2 separate regions of the Bombyx mori genome follow, and region 2 is linked to region 1. Evidence: chromatin contacts called from public Hi-C data. All regions are on one chromosome and are shown on one strand. The core of a region is the stretch at or near the end of the contact, and the rest is flanking DNA. Distances in the headings are between cores, read along the strand shown. Region 1 overlaps LOC101737512 (protein jim lovell). Region 2 overlaps LOC119630755.

Region 1 (6,536 bases), core at 1,267-3,766:
AATTTTATGTTTAAACATTATTATGGTTCTATTGTCAAATACTATTATACTTATATAATAAAATCACAGATTTCGCCAAAACTACCCTATACATAAATAATAATAAAAACAAACAATATTCATCTATTCTTAATCTGACCACAGACTTTAAACACTAACAAAAGTTTGACTATTGACAATAAACAAAGAGTATATTTATATGTATGTGTTGTGACAAATACATGGTAGTGTCTCTATTGTTTTCTTTATTGATTTAATGGATCTTTTAAGCATTATTTAAAAAAAATATTAGCATTGTGCACTTCTCTATAAGTGTGGAAAATTTCATACTCCTCCGTCCGCGCAATTTTCGTAAAAAGGGACACAAAGTTTTTGCTTCACGTATTAATATATAGTTAAACATTGTTCCAATATCAACGTTCGTATATTTTTAGGTTTTAAAATAGTCAGTTAAGAAATAAGGATCCGATTTTGAAATCCTTCATGTTCGTGAAACAATGCCTCGTCTATCTACAAGTTATAATGTTCATCTGATGTGAGTGAGCACAACGACTCCGATCGAATGAATCGAACGTAGAACAAGTAGCCCGATAACAATGCAACGAGCTTTAATAATGCGAGATGCGCATGCAGCATCCCATCACACATCTCGGAATCGCGCACCGCTAATGTTAAACGCCCATTGTTTCCGAACGCAAATGTTTATTAAGACGATCTGATATCGTATCGGTTAGGGGAGCAGACAGTCTAACGTGTGCTTTGAATGCTCTTCTACGTTCAATGCTACTCGATCGATTAGTGCCCATCGTTTACCGCAGACATGCATGCCGCTCTTGCGTCAAGCTTGCGCTAACGAATTGAATTTTTTTTATATTTATTGCTTAGATGAGTGGACGAGCTCACAGCCCATAGACGTCTACAACGTAAATGCCGCCACTCACCTTGAGATATGAGTTCTAAGATCTTAGTATAGTTACAACAGCTGCCCGACCCGTCAAACTGAAACGCATTACTGCGTCACGGCAGAAATAGGCAGGGTGGTTGTACCTACCCATCCGGACTCACAAGATACCCAAACACCAGTAATTACGCAAAATAAAATTTTGCGGGTTTTGAATTTTGTTACGCGGTGTTATTCGCTTCACCGTGGAAGTCAATCGTGAACATTTGTGAAGTACGTATCTCATTAGATAAGTTGGTACCCGCCTGCGGGATTTGAGCACCGTTGCATCGCTAAATACGAATGCACCGGACGTCTTATCCTTTAGGCCACAACGACTTCAAGTCTTATACCACGTCTTATATTTACGGCCACGTCTTATGACACGCGATCTATTTAAACTAATACTAATTTCCATAACGAATCATCGTCCTCGAATTAGCTGTCTATGTGAGGCGATATCACGACCGGCGCATGCAGATCCGCCTTCTTTTCAACAAAACTGGTAACGGTCGCGTGCTCGCAACGAATTAATGAGTCGCCGCCGACGGCATGTCGCCGAAACCCGCTCATTTCGCCGACATGACGGTACTGAGTTATTGCCGAAACACGATCATTAAGGAGCTGTGCATAAGCTAATGTCGGCGGCAGCTTACACGGCACATGTCGTGTCGCTCACTAACCTATACGCGATGACTGCTCAATCGCACGTGTCTTTAGAGGTTTATTTCACAGCTGTTGTATAGCAGTTCTCTTACGCCGTTTCCTACCTACTGAGTTTCTCGTCGGATCTTCTCAGTGGGTCGCGTTTCCGATCCGGTGGTAGATTCTACGAAGCACTGCTCTTGCTAGGGTTAGTGTTCGCAACGTCAGGTTTGAGCCCCGTGAGCTAATCTACTAGTTAAAGCAACGCTGAAATGGTCTCTCAAGACCATCAGTTTGGGTAGGAAAAACGCCGTTTCATATTCATTTACATGCATGTTTTGGTTAACAGGGAGACCAAAAGGACAGCATAGCGCGCCGCGCGGTGGCCCACCTCGATCCTGGACAAACGCAGAGCTCACGGAGGCCCTGCAGCATGTGTGGAACAAGAAAATGACGACGAGCCAAGCTTCGAGAATATTCGGTATCCCGTACAACTCTCTGCTCATGTACGTGCGAGGCAAGTACGGGAAGAGCCTCAAACTGGAGCAGCTGCGGAAAGATTGCATTGGAGCGCCCCTAGACGTGCTCAACCTCAACTCCGGAAACAACAACAACAACCACCCTTCAAGTAAGCATCACGATAAAGACGACCACCAGAACGTGGGCCAAAGGCCGTCCAGCTCCGAGCCGGACATATCGTCCAACCCGATGTTCAACCCCTTCTCCCAAGGATTCTACCCGGAGTTCCCGCCGGGCTTCCCGATGCCACTGAACATGCTTCACTTGCTTCCGCCCAACGAGAAGGCAAGGGAGTTGTATCAGTCGATGCCGATGGCTCTGGACTCGCTGTCCGGCACCAAGGAGGAGGACTGCAAGAGCGACCGGTCGAAGGAGAACTCTGCGGACGAGGAGGGCGACACTTACCGCGCGCCGCACCCCCCGCACCCGCCCCCTGACACTCGCACCCTCCTGCATCACAACGGTCAGGACTAACTCCCGTCGCTCGCGGCGAACGCGGCTGACGAACGAATCCACATCTCACCCGCGTATCTTTATCGAAATGTTTTCAAAAAAAAGGGACTAAAACTGGAATTTAGTTAGTGTATTTTAAAAGATCTCATGTAAATGTCGTAATTATAATGTTATAGTTTTTTTATAAATTCGTAGGGGATAAATTAATCGTTTAGTATATAGACACAACAACACTCGTATTAACTTCACGTGTAATATCTACATAGGTGTGCTTAGTGCAAGGTTTTTAACTTCTCGATCGCGTAAAACTTAACTCAAATTTGTATGGAGTTGAAAAAGCTTCCCTTTGTTTGCCGCTAGGGGCGCTGTTCCAACCACATACTAATTTGAGTTAACTTTTACGTAATCGAGAAGTTAAAAACTCGCACTGAGCACACAGTACGTTGCCGCGTTGCGCTCGAACGCGACAAGTGCGATACTTCTATGCCTGTCTGTTTAAAATGCACCGAATAGATTTCAGTTTTACGGACGATTACGTATTTTCGAACCTTCTGGATCCTCCGGGGCCCAACGGGGCTACGTCCAAACTTTATTGAGTATTAGTTAAATTTATTAAATTTAAAAGATGTGTTAATATTGTAAATGTATATTGAGTATCGCGTAAAATAATGAATAAGCGATAATTTATTCTGAAGGAGTGCAATAAGTATGAAATGTGTTGTGATTGTTACTTGTTACTTAGGACATTCCCTATTCTGTTGTACTGTTAACATTCCATTTCAACATTCCTTGTATTTAGATTAAATCGTTTTATGTTGTGTATCTTGACCAAAATCAACAAGGCCGGCCATCTTGTGAGCGAATGGCGCGAAAACACACTGGCCAGTACAAATTCTATTTTTGAATCACACGTCATCTACTATTTTATTTTTCTTATATTGTGGTTGTGGTCTTAGAAATAACCAACATAAATTTATATCCTGTGTAATATTACATTAATGTGGCTGTAGATACGTGTTAAATGTGCGGAATATCTGAATTTCACCAAAGTTTGTAAAATATTTCGTAATAATAGTTATTGTATTCGATAATTTATAAAAAAACAAAAAACGATTTTTGAATGTAAATATTTTAAATGGTAAATTGATAAAGCAAAAAAAAAGTATGAACCATTAATTCGATACGGACATTCAAGTGTCTAAAATGGTATATAGTAGTGTATTTGTAATTGTTGTAGGATTTAGTCGTGAAACGGTACGTAGGTAGATCACCGGACCAAAGGTGGTCAAGATTATAAGAAAATTCTTTTATTCTACACTTAAGTAAAACTAAGCTAAAACTACGTACTTAAAGTTTTAGGGGATGCAGACTACGAACTCGATACGCACTCGTTTACAAAAATACATATTAAATTGAAAATCAACAATAGACTTAACAGCAAATGCCAACACCGACTAAAGAATTTGTTTAGAGAAACCGTAAATGAAGACGTCCTCGTCCAATTCGTAGAAAAGTAAAAAAAAAAAACAAGATGACAACTTTCATATATATCGTACAAATTGGCCAACATTAAAATATCAAAACAAAGAAACAGTGCGCGCCAGGCGAAGACAAATAAACGTATATCGGCACTTCAATGTTCAAATAAAAAAGAGCTTTCAAGATTTTAGTGAATAATGAACGTTAGATTAAATAACAAGGTTCAACCCAGGCCTGGCTTTAGATAATTGTATACTATTACATTTAGAAATTATATATTTACTAAAGGCAACAACTTTAATATGTCGTTTTTGACATTCACTTCGACGGATTGATCGGACAATGATCTCAAACGTTAAAAAAATTTAATCGAATGTTAAAGCGGCACTTCATTTCAAGAGACTTAGGGTCGATTCGACCAAACAAGAGTAAATCTTATTCTTAGAATAACTCGTCAGTTAATCGAGAGTAAATCAATTTTACGTTTTACCAACTACAATTCTAAGAATAGTGGGCCTATTCGGGAATTGTTACTATACCGCCGTTTCGCACGGAATAACGGAGCTATTCCTAGAATAAAGTAATGGCGTCTGTCAGTCCAACATCTGATTTCTGTCATTTCATAAATATTTATTCTGTTTTAATTTCAAGTCAACGCAATGCACTAAATGATTATTAATAGTCTGAATGCAACGTTTAAACGAAAAAAGATAAAACCACACGACAAAACTTGACAATTCCCTCAAACAAACAAGAAATAAAAATAATACGTTTGACAGCTGGATATCTTACACAACAGCTACTTTTTCACACTAAAATACGGCAAAATCGAGTTGACGATTTGTATGCTCTTACACTATGCCGTTGAACAACAACATTTATTTGCCGGATTTTATTTTTGTTCACCATTCACTCTGCTATTCGCGTATTGTTATTCCTAGCCCAAGTATACGTGGAAAAACGACTATGAATTTACTCGAGATTAAAATCATGGAATAGGTTATTCCTCGTATAGTTACTCGAGTTTAAATTTAAGTTTGGTCGAATCCGCCCTTAAGCGAATAGTGATAATTCCGCATTTGGTCAAACGTCTGATGTGTAAACACCATCCAATAACCATCCATTGAAAGGAACCAAGAAAAAAAATATCAGTTCCATTATACCCGATTAACGAGACAAACCAACCAGAAACTATTTTTGCTATTTGCGTGTTTAGATACAAATAGAATTTATGTCCCCTGAATGAAGTGCCGCCATTAAATGCACAATATTAATATATTGCCTTTAGTTCAATTAGAAACCAATTCTGTTCTAATTTTTAAAAATTAAATATGTACAAAAAATCTGTTGATAGTTCTCATTTGAAAACGTATTTTCCCTATTAAATTAATTGTTACGCGTGTAATATCAAATAAGTTTGTACCAACATGGATCTCCGCGAATGAATCATTGATTTATTAAATTATCAAAAGTTAAATGTCTCAGTCACCAACCTTAAGTTTTAATATGACTCAAATATTACCTAATCAATAACCATCTTCATTGAACCCACCTGAATAAAGCTTTTTTTACTGGTGGTAGAACGTACTGTGTACCCGCACGGGTTGATACCACGATCTAGCTACTTCTGCTGCGAAGCATTCTTGCGTTCTGATTTGAAGAATAGCACAGCTGTTTTACTTACTTAGATCTCATGTCTTAGATAGCGATCTTGACGCTTTGTACTATCGCTACAACATATTGGGAATAAATGTATTTAAAACTAGCTCCCGATTCCCAGGTTGGGTGACCATGTTTAACTTCATCTACTAAAATATCCATAATTATCTTGACAGAAGACTGATCACTATTTATGAGTCTATTTTATACAAAAAAAAAACTTGTACACTACATTTTAGAATGACAGTAATTGGCTTCAATCGATCATACTACTTATAGTCGCATCACTATTACAATATTATCATTACAGGGATTTTATATGTAAATTAACAATGTATTATTGAATATTTAATGACTTTTACGTTATTTGTTTATGATATTACGTTTACTTTCTTCTTGCACGTGAGCGATGCTTTTTACAGTAAATTTGAAAATTGTAATGGACGAAATTAGCATTAAATTGTTACTTGTGCCAAAATAAGGAATGCGCACTATTTAGAAAATGGGATCGTAAAACTGTTTCCCCGTTTATGTATTTGATTTTTGTGAATTCATCTTGTTTTTAGTTTTTGAATGATTTTGTATGTCCATGATTCGCGGGATTATTATACTGATTGATTGGGCTAATAAGTTATCTTTTAAAATTATCGTTTCTTTGTATTCGACTCGTTGTCGTGTTGTGTGTCGATTATTAATATAATTTAAACCTAATTCGTACAAATAGAAGCAGTATTAGAGTGATTTTGTTAAAGTTTTATCCAGAAGTTTTTAATTAAGTTTTGTTACTTGTTGGTAATTTTTAAAAACAAATAACTTGTATTTTAATGTTTTAAGGAAGACT
Region 2 (6,536 bases), core at 2,992-5,491, 470 kb before region 1:
GCCCATAGACATCTACAACGTAAATGCGCCACCCACCTTGAGATATAAGTTCTAAGATCTTAGTATAGCTACGACGGCTGCCCCGTCCTTCAAACCGAAACGCATTACTGCTTCACGGCAGAAATAGGTAGGGTGGTGGTACCTAAGCCATGCGGACTCACAAGAGGTCCTACCACCAATGCAATAACGTACAAAGCACATCAGGAGTAGAATGCCGAAGCCATGAGCGGGATTCAAGGACTCGATGTAGATTATTAGATCTCTAGGCATTTCAACACAGAGTCAATTATTTACAAATAATTATTAGAGGTTAATATTCTATACGAACAAATTAAAGTTGGAAATCGAAATCAGAGTGAATTATATTTAACTAGATGTCTCGCAGTGGTCGAAATTCGACTATAATTAATTGGAATTGTAAGTTTGTTTCATTACTACTACAGTTTTATTACACTATTATGATTGTATTTTCAACGCCAAGACTACACTATAGAAAAATATTAATAAAGACAAACAATATTCAATCGATTCTCAATTTGATAACAGACGTCAAGAACATAAGTTTGACAATAAATAAATAGTATGCATGCGTGTGTGTGTCAAATACATGGTAGTATGTGTAATGTTTACTTTATTGATTTAATGTATCTTTTATGCATTATTTTAAAAAAATATTAGCATTGTGCACTTCTTCTCTATATTCTCTATAAGTGTGAAAAATTTCATACTCCTCCGTCCGCGCAATTTTCGTAAAAAGGGATACAAAATTTTTGCTTCACGTATTAATATATAGATAATTATATGTACTCGTTACATTTGAAACAAGCCTGACGTCATACGGTAAATGAAAATAAAAATTTAGAGCTCTCCAATTTGAGACTAGTGTGCTTAGTGCGAGTTTTTTAACATTCTTGATAGCGTAAAACGTTTGCCACGTTTGCCGCTAAGTGCGCTGTTCCAACTGCATACAAATTTGAGTTAACTCTTACGATATCGAGAACGTTAAAAAACTCGCCCTAAGCACACAGCTCTATTTACGTACAAAAATATACGCAAATAAAATCGATATGTGTAGTCTTCTCTATAGACTCCGTAACAGTTGGACCAGTTTCGTTGATATTGTCGAAGAAAAAAAATACGAGATGTAATAATTAAAATGAAACTATACCTTGAGCGTCACTTATTATGGTCCAATTTCGAACGGATCCTAGTTTAAGCCCGAAATCCGTTAATATGTACTTCCAAAAAAATATTACACGGATCTGGCTGAGATTTCCAGAAAGTTCTGGAGAAACTCCCGACGTAGGAGACACAAACGCAGCTCATAGATTCGACCGCCGATCCGAAAGAGTTAATAAGCCATCAAATTGTCAAAATATCATTATCGCCTCATTGTTCTACTGATTACCGTCCGTTCGGTGACGTTCAATCAGATACGTTTGTATCTTTAATTGGGATGTTTCGGTACCGTTTCGTCTGATAGCTTGTTTGTGTGATATATTATAGATATGTGTGTTGCATTAAAGTTTTTATTTTGTGCTCTGTTAGGTAAATGTGGATAAGATGCTTTTTTTCCGGAAAGTGAGATTTCTCGTGGCCCTAAAGTATTTCCAGTTCTACCAGGATCAGTGGGCGAGCACGGGCTCTGAGAGATAATATATTATATACCGTTCTGCAGTATGTCACCGCTTTTTTGCGTTAAGCAGGTTCATGGTACATATAGCGTCATGCTAGTAAATCTAACATTTTTCAATGGTGGTGGACCTTTTGTGAGTCCGCACGGGTAGGTACCACCGCCCTGCCTATTTCTGCAGTGAAGCAGTAATGTGTTTCGGTTTGAAGGGTGAGGTAGCCGCTGTAACTATACTGAGACCTTAGGTAACAAGGTGTCTCAAGGTGGGTGGCGCATTTGCGTTGTAGATGTCTATGGGCTCCAGTAAACACTTAACACCAGGTGGGCTGTGAGCCCGTCCACCCATCTAAGCAATAAAAAAAAAACATGAAAATTACAACCTAACCTTGATAAATGAGATCAACTAACTATCTCGAACTTTTTTTTAAAGAGCCTGACACCTCCACGGTAGAATTAGGATTCGTTTTTGATGACACAATATAGCATAAAATCTAAATATTGTAGAGATTAAAGGTTGGGACGGCAAAGGGAAGATCTTCGGCCGAACGTTATTGTTCGGAGCTTGTTTAAATGTAAGCTTATCTTGAAAGTATCGTAAGCAAGATTCACAGGCATCTGTCAAATATCTTGTGTTCTATTATGGCTATCGCCACAGGGTATTTACGATTGTGCACTCGATTATCCCTATAAAATAAAAAATTAACAAAAGGCAGTTGAAGCTGACACTTGGCCCACTGCATCAGCTAGCTGGGTTTCTCGGTCTTACTAAATCGAAAACAAAAAAACCGAAACATCACAACGCGAATGCGAACGCTCGCCTTGAAACTCGCAATCTAAATTCGAATTGTACTCTAATAATGTGCCAAACCTGACACTTGGCCCAGAGCATCAGCTCGCTGGGTTTCCCGGTCTTACTAAATCGAAAAAAAAAAACGGAAACATCACAACGCGAATGCGAACGCTCGCCTTGAAACTCGCAATCTAAATTCGAATTGTACTCTAATAATGTGCCAAACCTGACACTTGGCCCAGAGCATCAGCTCGCTGGGTTTCCCGGTCTTACTAAATCGAAAAAAAAACGGAAACATCACAACGCGAATGCGAACGCTCGCCTTGAAACTCGCAATCTAAATTCGAATTGTACTCTTATAATGTGCCAAACCTGACACTTGGCCCAGAGCATCAGCTCGCTGGGTTTCTCGGTCTTACTAAATCGAAAAAAAAAACGAAAACATCACAACGCGAATGCGAACGCTCGCCTTGAAACTCGCAATCTAAATTCGAATTGTACTCTTATAATGTGCCACAATTCAACGGAACTCATGATTGCTCGTGAGCAGTTAACAGCCACTAAGACTGGCATGATTACGAAAATATATAAATCGCACGATTCCGATTTCATTTGACGCAAAATCAGCGCGAATAGTAACTTGCAAACGTAAATTCATATAGGTGTTTATTTTTGTACACTGTTGTAGGAATAGGGTAGGCTTTATCTAGGAATTAATGGTGTCCGTAAATTACGCTAATCATACATGGACAGATGGACTGCGAATTGACAAGAAAGAGAATTGAAGTCTAACAATTCTTATTCCAAGTCTTATTTACACCCGAAAGCGCCAAAACACAGCTCCAACACGAAACAATTCCGAAAGATTCAGTTCAACCAAACAAAACAATAGCGTTACAAAATTTCTAATTTCCAAACGATTTCATTAAAACGTACTTACTCGTACAACAATCGAACAACTAAAACAAAATACAATTCGAATTTCCAAACTCGACCGGCTACTCCGAATTTCGAAACTAAGTACGAAACACGATAATCCTAATCGATACATCGTTATATCGAGTTATCGAATCGAATAGAATATATTAATACGTGAGAAACGTTCGAGTTAGTTTGGAGATGTCTGCCGTTCTAAATCAGTGCAACAATGCGGGTAAAGCCTGCTACGATTCGCTCCTAGGTGGATGCTCGCTTAATGTGGATAGTAACGATCTTTTTTTTAAATTACGGCTTCCTTTATGATGTTTCCAGTATGTCTTCCATAACAATCACAATTAATAAAGCACAAGAATTAATTACGCAACAAATTAGATGAGGTTTTCAGAATTTTAGTATTGCTCTCTATCCTAAGTTGTTGGTGATTAGGGTGTGGTCGTTGTAAGCATTTGGCGATAAAAATTACTTTACTTGATAGCGAGGTGTGAATTTCCATCTGTTTTTGCATAGTACAGAACATTACATGTTTCCACCCAATCCCAACAAGTATTAAGATAATTATTAATCATTATTAACTTCAATTACTTTAAAATGACTCTCTACTTTATAACATGCAGTAAATTCGAAAAGTAAGAATTGTTAAAAATAAAATAGCGTTAAAGCGAGGTTTGAGGCGTCTTAAGCAGATGACAACGGCTTGGCTATCCGCCTGGCATTGCTGATGTCCCAGAGCGATAGCCACGATTAGGTGGGCTATCATCTCAATTATCCATCTAAGGTATGAAAAATAAAATTCAATGTGTATCCATGTTAATCGAACGTGAGCGGAGACGCGCGGACAGTAGACATCACAAAGTCCGTTCGGGCTTATCTCGCACTGCGCATTTCCCGCTGCAAACGCGCCAAGTATGCGTCATTCTGCACACCGTACAATCATGTATTATGATCTGCATCTACAGCTAGCTGCCTTTGAATGTTGTTTTTGTGCTGAATCCGAGTGTTCTATTCGTTTAGCGATCATAAAAATTCGACTGATTCCGGGCAGCACAGTTCATTGCCTTCTATAATTATATTCCGTAATTTTTAGACAATACCCCTAATCGAATAATGTAAATCTAAAAATCCATTTTTTTTTAATTTTGGTTTGGGATAGTTATGTCAACGTCGACAAATCGTCATCTTTTACTACAACAACATAAAGCTCCCAAAATGCTTAGTCATTACTTTTTTTAATACTGTTTTTGTATTTTAACTGAATCGTTTTTATGTATCCGAAATTTTTAATAACGATTTCAAACTAAGAACTGGTACTAATATGCTATAAGTCGGCAATAAAACCTTTAGCGATATAAAAAACAAATTATCAGAACGAATTTTCGTTTCAAGCGTAAACAACTTAAGGTATTTTACGATAAAATCGTTTGTTTCGTGTAGATAAAAAAAAAACCCATGAAAATAAAAGTCAGACCTCAAGATACTATTAGTTCGTTTCGTGTGAAATGAAATGTAAAAGTCTAGAAATATTTTTATCGATAAATAGACCGTAGTTAGCACAATATTTGAGGAATTATTGGTCCGTAAGAATTCGAAATGTCGGAATTAGAATAATGAAAATTAAAAAACAGGAGATTAATCCGTATAATTAGTTATATTTGGATTGAAAAAATACAAAAAAAAACATTTAATTAGTTTTATTTGAATTGGAAAAATGCAAAAAAAAAAGACATTTTCAAAATATCCCGTCCGACAATAATTCCTTAAAGCCTTTTACAAGCATCACCGACCGTTTAAACCAAACAATATGATTTCGAAATATGAGACTAACCGCGTCCCATCAATTTCGAACTCGGAGCTTGCCTAACAATATCCCACATCGGACGGTCGATCTAATTCGCTCATCCCGTGGGGCGCGAGCACGCGTTCCGCCGCGCGTGACTCTCGCAGACATTTTATTACCATAATTTAAAACAAATATCTGATTGTGTGCCGCGCATTAAAGTGTTTAGAGAACAGGGATGCATCTATCATTGTTGCCCTTGTATTATTCGCGGGGAAAATCTTGAAACATATAATCTATGTACTTTGAAAGAAAGGCAACAAAAACAAATTATTGTCGTTGTTAATTGTTTCAGCATGATAATTTTGCTGCTTGCCACGCCATTATTCCTAGCGATGAGTTCATTCAATTAATTATTAGGTATGTAAATATCCATAGATTATTTGCGAAGATCGAAATACGACAGAATTAAATTAAGTTGATATTTTAAGGTAGAATTTTTATATTACGTTAATTGAATGAAATGTAATGTAACGAGATGAGATGAAATCAAATAATATCACAGCCAAATTATTAAAATTTTAGTGGACTTTTTGAAAGAACCAACCGATACAACGTCCAGCGACTTTATTTCGTTTCCACGCTTTGCACTATGACAGATGCGATTGCTAATAAACCACCATTGTTACACGTTAACTCAAAGAAAAAAAACCCTAACGAAATAAAACAGTTTATAGAGCCTTGCTTCTCGCCTTCCTGCCAAAAACAGCCGTAGATAGTACACTTATTATACATATAAGACTAATAGCCAATACTAATAAAGTATAATCTGTGTCAAATTACAATAAAAAACATGAGGACGGTAAGTAAAATTCTTCGATAATGAATAAGTATGTTTACTTTATTTAACAGAAAAACGTATGTACTGGCATTACTGTATACCCTCATTATATGACATTACTTTGACAGCATTGCCGATAAACATGCCAAGAAGCGGCAGTATCCACATTGTGGTGCTTTTGAGCTCTACTAACCGATAAATACTAGAGAGGACGAAGGGTTCGTCAGCCCATCAACGCCATTAAATATTGCAATACCAAATTTTTTAAACATTTCCAATTCGACTTGACAAAAACCGCCCTTTGCACATTTCCATTTGATTTATATTTGTTCTCCTATATTCAATACCTTAAGCTCTGATTGAGTGAGAGCTTCCGGAACATTTTTGCTAATATTGTAGCTCGATGCGTTTTTGGACGAAAACTTTAATATGCTTTAAGGACACGATCGCGACCTTTGCCCCGCTAACATAAAGTCACATTAGACGAGGCCTTACGATGTGAACTCTGGACCTTCCAATAAACATTCCGGTCGAAGTCACGTTGCGGCCATCACGAAAC

Evidence for each region. Hi-C and Micro-C count contacts between places; a contact is called where the count stands out from the background.
Region 2: a Hi-C map of whole pupa shows a contact between it and region 1, with 4 times the contacts expected there. The contact joins two enhancer-like sites. A contact is called at or near these places in 2 of 7 Hi-C or Micro-C datasets (both in whole pupa).

Annotation. Positions count from the first base shown.
Region 1 is chr3:11,049,236-11,055,771 of ASM3026992v2, reverse strand. LOC101737512 (protein jim lovell) reads left to right here. Exons shown (of 3, transcript XM_004931636.5): 3 at 1,935-6,536. The coding sequence ends at 2,578. Among protein-coding and RNA genes, the nearest start is that of LOC101737512, 40 kb to the left of the region's middle. Within about 2 kb of position 2,516, at least 6 of the 8 cell types and tissues checked have open chromatin away from gene starts, as enhancers often do.
Region 2 is chr3:11,522,601-11,529,136 of ASM3026992v2, reverse strand. It overlaps LOC119630755, which reads right to left. Exons shown (of 3, transcript XM_062674474.1): 3 at 5,157-6,536. Among protein-coding and RNA genes, the nearest start is that of LOC119630755, 9.9 kb to the right of the region's middle. Within about 2 kb of position 4,241, at least 6 of the 8 cell types and tissues checked have open chromatin away from gene starts, as enhancers often do.